Regions from separate parts of the Ovis aries genome. Here region 1 is linked to region 2. The links are chromatin contacts, called in public Hi-C maps. All regions are on one chromosome and are shown on one strand. The core of a region is the stretch at or near the end of the contact, and the rest is flanking DNA. Distances in the headings are between cores, read along the strand shown. Region 1 has its middle 33 kb from the start of TMPRSS4. Region 2 overlaps FXYD6 (FXYD domain containing ion transport regulator 6).

Evidence for each region. A called contact is a pair of places that touch in the nucleus more often than the background predicts.
Region 1: a contact with region 2 is called in a Hi-C map of mixed tissues, with 2.9 times the contacts expected there. The contact joins two enhancer-like sites. A contact is called at or near these places in 8 of 16 Hi-C or Micro-C datasets (blood, hypothalamus, liver and 3 more).

The regions. Positions count from the first base shown.
Region 1 is chr15:28,466,636-28,469,544 of ARS-UI_Ramb_v3.0, forward strand. No RefSeq gene overlaps it. Among named protein-coding and RNA genes, the nearest start is that of TMPRSS4, 33 kb to the right of the region's middle. Within about 2 kb of position 1,501, at least 6 of the 54 cell types and tissues checked have an H3K27ac peak or open chromatin away from gene starts, as enhancers often do. A contact at or near this core is called in hypothalamus, where this site is marked.
Region 2 is chr15:28,241,769-28,244,848 of ARS-UI_Ramb_v3.0, forward strand. The region is part of intron 1 of FXYD6 (FXYD domain containing ion transport regulator 6); the gene reads right to left. Among named protein-coding and RNA genes, the nearest start is that of FXYD6, 18 kb to the right of the region's middle. Within about 2 kb of position 1,428, at least 11 of the 54 cell types and tissues checked have an H3K27ac peak or open chromatin away from gene starts, as enhancers often do. A contact at or near this core is called in hypothalamus, where this site is marked.

The sequences.
Region 1 (2,909 bases), core at 251-2,750, 220 kb after region 2:
AGCTGTGCCATCTTGGGTGACCACTCTCAACTTCAAGCTTGTCTTCTGTGAAATGAAGAACTCATGAGCGGTATGCACCTCACACCATCTATGCAAGGCTCACATGAGCCTTCGGGGAATCACAGAGCATCTTCCTTCTCCCAAGGAGTATCCCAGAGGTTCCCAAGCTCCAAAGCCTGTCAGGAAGGGGTGCTGCCAGGTCAGCCAGGGGAGCTTATGCCAAGGCCCTTGCCCAAACAAAGCCAGGTCTCTGCTCAGATGAGCCAGAAGTCACACACGGCCCAGGTGACCCAACACCCAGCCGCCCACACGAACCATCAGCCACCCCTGCTGTCTCTGGGCTCCTGCAGCTGCTGGGAAATTTCAAGGTCAAGTTGGTTGTTACATTTTGAGTCTTCGTGTTGCTCTCTGCCAGACCTTTGCAGGGAGGAGAGGAAACAGCTAACATGCGTACAGTGGCAGGAACTCATTCTGAGCAGCCAGGGGTCCTTCTACCTCAGAGCCCCCTCAAACCCTCTCCCCCTCTGTTTCCTGGTCACAACCACAAGTGGATTCTTGCAGGTTGCAGAAAATAGGATAAACCAGAGCTGCTTTGTGTGGTTACAAGTTCAGAGGCTTTGGGGTTTTTCTGGATCTGGCCTGGAAACATCTAGAAACATCTGACTACTTGGATGACTCCCACCTCTCTTTTCCTCTGATGGGTACTGAACTGAACCCCAGACAAGAGCCTCCCAATCCTTCCTGCACCATTGGGAGGAAATTGTTTCATTGACTCCTCCAGTTCATTCCCATTTCCTCTAAATCCCTGTAAAAGCACTTCCTTGGGAGCAGGAACATTCCTTTGACTCATTTCATTCTCCCATTTCTGACTCTTGCCATTTTGGAAAGCAGGAGCTTGGGTTCTGCTATGCACTTTGAAGGAGATGCTTAAAGGAGGTAGAAGCTGGCTTATCAATGCCACATAAGGGCCAAGAAAAAAAAATCAGTTGAGGTCAAGGCACTGCCTCCCACTCCAGCTTGGAGTACAAAAGCAGAGAAAGTATCCTTCCCAGTTTTGAACAGACTATGTTCTGCCTTTTACCGTTCTCTGCTGAGACCCTGAATTGGACTGTGAGCTTCCCATGCCCAGGTTCACAGCTGTTCATCCTTCTCCATGTCTCCCCGCCCAGCTAAGTACTTGGCACAGGTAGATGCTGAAGGGAGCCATGCGGACAAGGGCGTGGCTGATTTGGCTCTATCCTGCTGGGGCTAGCACCGTGTCTAACACAGCGGATGCTCAGTGCAGCTTGACTAAAGCTACTAGAATAAGCAGGCATCTCTCTCCCCTACCTGCCCCGGCTAGGACTGAAACACGGGCATCAGACCCCTCGGCAAATCACTGTTGAGTCTCAGAGATCCACAGCCTGGGTGGAGCCTTGAGATCGAGGTTTTACCCAGGTGTGAGCTCTCCCAACAGCCCAGAAAGGGGGTGAAGGTGAGAACCCTCTCTCACCACAGTACAGATAGGGTGAAGGAAAAAAGCTGTCAGCTCCACCCTACCTGTGCCTGCCCTTACCACCAGAGCAGATGCAGGAAGGGGCGGGGGACTACCAAAGCCAGCCGAGTCATTTGTGGTTTCACTACTATGGTGAATCAGTTCTCTGTACAGGGGGCCAAGAGGGCAAGCTTGGGTTTAAATACTGTTGAACCAGTAGTGAAAGAGAAGCACCGAGGGCAAGGGGAGTGTGAGGTCCCAACCTGCCGGGGGTTCAGCCAGGTGTCCTTAGGCCCAGCTGTGAGCCTTGGTGGAGGGAGCCGTTTACCTGCCTCACCAGGATGGGGTGAGAACGACGCAGGATGAAAGCACCTGGCCAGTGCAGAAAGCCTCCATACCTGACGTTGCTGTTATTGTTAAGTTGCTCAGTCATGTCCAGCTCTTTAGTGACCCCATGGACTGGAGCCCACCAGGCTCTTCTGTCCATGGGATTCTCCAGGCAAGAATACTGGAGCAGGTTGCCATTTCCTTCCCCAGGGGATCTTCCCAACCCAGGGCTCGAACCCAGGGCTCCTGCATTGGCAGGCAGATTCGTTACCGGTGAGCCACCAGGGAAGTCCCACCTGTGCATTACTTAAAGCATTAACAGGAGTTACAGTTAGATTCAAGGCCACCCCTTGGAACAATTTCAGGGCACCATTTGCATAGACTCAGTATGAAAAGTCACCCCCACTGACCTCCTTTTACCCTGACAAAGCAGCTCGGCCTCCAGAGGAGACCACAGACTCGGGTTTCCTGAATCCAGTCTTGACTAGCTGCTCAGGGGTCCAGAGCTCCCCAGAGGAAGAGAGAAAGGAAAGAGAGCAAAAGCAATTTGCTGCCGGGTTTTTACACAAAGCTAATAAGCTTAAACATCAGGTCCCTCACCTGCAAGGACCTCTCCAAGCCACTCTACCTAATTTTGGTTTTATTTCTGTATTCTTGCTTTAAGAAAGGCTGCAAAACCATTGAAACTTCAGGCCCCCAGAAAACATGGGTCTGCTCTGGCTCCCAAATAAGACTCTTCTCTCATCAGAGAGAGACAAGCGCCCATCATTCCCCAGCCTGGTAGCCTCCACCAGCCAGCCTCCTCCCTTGGATGTCCACCTGTCTAGCCAGCTCGGAAAAGCCTCCACGATTTGGCCTTCTCCAGCCAGGAATACATTTTCCCTAACATTTCAGCCTGTTGCACTGTTGCTCAGTCCCACAGCAAACACCACCAACAGCAGGAAGCTTTCTCCCAAGTCTCAGGCAAATTCACCCCGCCCTCCTAGGTGTCCCCACTGCCTTCAGTGGGTCCCTCTGTCACAGCACAAATCCATCCCAGGGAGACTTCAGTTTTGAGGGTCCACCTCTCTGCCAGGGTCCAAGCAAGTTTATTTGATTCGGGTCTCCA
Region 2 (3,080 bases), core at 178-2,677:
CGAGATAATAACCATTTGTTGTTTTAAGCTACTGTTATGTTGCAACAGATAACTCATGCCATGTATTTACTAACCCATCTATTTATGATTCCTTTTGAATCTCAGGCATCCATCAAGCCATTTTTCTTGATTCCTGGAGAACATCTTGGAATTTTCTTTAATGGAGATCTATTAGCTGTAAACTCAGTTTTTCTTTATCGTTTCACCCTTCTGGGGGGCAGATCTAACACTCCCCAGTAATTCCAACCTTCTAGTATTCAAGCCTTTGTCTGATTCCCTCCCCTGAACAGGGGCAGCAGCTGGGACTGCTTCTAGCTGGCAGAGGGGTTATGAGGCAAGCAAGGCCCCTCCAGGGAGGAGGAAGGGCGCAGGTCAAGGGTCCCAGGCCACTAGTCACCGCTACACCTCTCCACAGCTCCACCTAATTACTGCCATAGATGCTTAAGTTCAAGCAAATCCCCAGCCCCCACACACGTACGCACTGAATTCCTAAACGGAGTTATACAATTCCAGGTTCTGCAAGGGATAAACAGGCAAGCAAGACGGGGGGCAGTGTGTGAAAGCAGAGGACTCAAGATATTTCAGCAAATGTGAAAAGAGCTTCACAAGAGGCAGAGACTACACTCAAGGAGTAGCCAGCGTGGCAGGGCAGAGAAGAGGGAGCAGGGAATACAACAGGGCACCTGGGCTGTTTCCATGGAGGAGCTGACATTCCAGCTGAACCTTGAAAGCAGGATGGGATTCTGAGGGACAGGCCTAAGAAAAGAGAAAAGGAAAGGCATTCTGGCAGAGGAAACAGCATGAGCAAAGGCAGTGAGAAGGGAAAACGGGGATCACAAACAGTATTCAATTTCAAGTTCAGTTCAAGTTGCACCTCTAGGCACTTCATTCAGTAGTGGCCACCTGAAGTGGCTTCCTCAGAAGGCTTCTGAATGAGGGCAGGTAGATGTGAGGGCCTTCATCCATCTGTGACGTCTGCATAGCGCAGGAGGGGCCATGAGAGCCATCTGCCAAGTATTTGCCATTTCGAGAATAAGATACCTTCCAAAACAGTGAACAATCGAGTTGTCCAAAGCATGAGAGTGTGGGTGGCGAGAATTCTGATAAGAGAGCTGGAATCAGCCTCTAGAGGATCTTGCATGCCAGGCTAAAGAGTAAGGACCTGTCTTTGTATTCTAAAGAAACCATTTCTGATCAAGTTACAGTGAGCTGAGAGAAAGACTGTTACAGATTTGGAAAGGGACCAACTCTCCTCCTTCAAGCTGCTGCCCAGGCCAGGACTACGCCAGCCACACCTCAGCATAAGCTTCCTTGGGGGGGCCCTCTTGGCCCCTACACCCATTTTTAAAAACCTTGCTGGTCCCTCTGGCACTGTCCCTGAGTCGAGTGGCCAAGGACGCAGACAGAGCCTCTGAAGGGACACAGAATGTCTTTCTCTCATGGCTGCACTGAGGACCTCTATCTCTTTCTTCTCTCCCTCCCACACAACTGCCCCTCACATTCCTTTCTCCCAGAAAGGAGGCGAGGCTGGCCTGGCCGAGGACTGGGGGAGGTTGAGAGGTGGCAGGCGTGGTAAACTCCATTTCCAGGCCACGGAGGCTAAGTAGCAGATTGAAGAGTGGGCGGGAATTTTTGGAAGCCGAAAGAGCAAGGCAGAGTTGGGTGGAGCTGGGAGAGGGGGTTCAGGAACATCACATTAGCCACCTGCACATGTGAGATCATGGACCCCCCCTATCTGGGAGAGCCTGCGGACCTGGCCCCCGGGATGGGGCTCCAGCAAAGTCCTCACTGTTAGATGGGGGTGGGGTACTCTGGAACTCTAGATCTTTCAGACTGTCCTCCCCATCTGGAAAACAGAACCAGCCACCTTGTACTTCCTCTGAAGCACCTTCAGAGAAACAATTCAGTTTCCACTCATTTTCCTGCTCCGTTCCACACTCTCATTTATCTTGACACTGGTGAACAGCTGACACTTCGGGTGGCAACAGCCTGTCCATGTTAATTTCCTTCCCTGATCTCTCTGCCGTCTGCACAGTTGCTTTTCTGCATGTGCAGGAGAGAGCAATCAGAAGAGTTTCTCTGGTGATTATCTTTCCATACTGAGTCACATAATTTCACATAATTGCCGGGTAAAAGCTGCTCAGAAAGAGAAGCCACGAGCTGATGATATAGCATCACGCTATATTATTTTTGATTCCATGAAGCAGTGAGGTAGATCAGAATACCCAGTTCTATTGTGAAAATAACTCAGAAACAACCTCCCTTTAAAATGCACAAGCTCCAAATTACAGGGAAACATCTTCATCTCATCCTCATCTCTGTCTCACTCAGCCCCCAAGGCCTCGCTTCCCTTCCCTGGCATCCCACCTGCTTGCCTTCCTTAGGATTCAGCTCATCAAAAATGTGCCCAGAGGGATCACCAAGGCCTGGGTCCTGGCAGGATCCCCAAAGAAAGAGAAGGCCCCCTCCATAGAAAGGACATGCCGGAAGGGGACCTTTATGGGGTCACAGAATGCCTGGAAAAGTCAAAGCGTTAGTTGTTCAGTCAAGTCCGACTCTTTGTGACCCTATGGACTGTAGCCCGCCAGGATCCTCTTTCCATGGGATTTTTCAGAATACTGGACTGGGTTGCCATTCTCTTCTCCAGGGAAGCTTCCTGACCAGGGATGAAACCTGGGTCTCCCGCATTGCAGGTGGATTCTTAACCATCTGAGCCACTAATACCTGGGCCTCATTGTTTAGGCTAACTGGTTACCCTAGACTGTTATTGCATGCCAAGGGACAAGATTTAGCCTATGATATATCCAAATCTTTGGAACAAAGAAGCCTGTTAAAAGAAGATTTTGCAGTGTATAAATAGGATATAAGCATGATGTGAGGTATACCAGATGGACTCAGAACCACTGAATGCCAGTGAGTTAGAATGATTGAGATGAAAGTTCTTTATTTGAGGAGTCTCAAGTGCCAACAGAGAAGTGATGTAGCCAGTGCATCTACCCAGAACTCACACCTCCAGCTCCTGCCTGTGGCTCTGATATGCTGGGACTGGGCGCTGGGCAGGCCAGGCCTGGAGGAGGGGA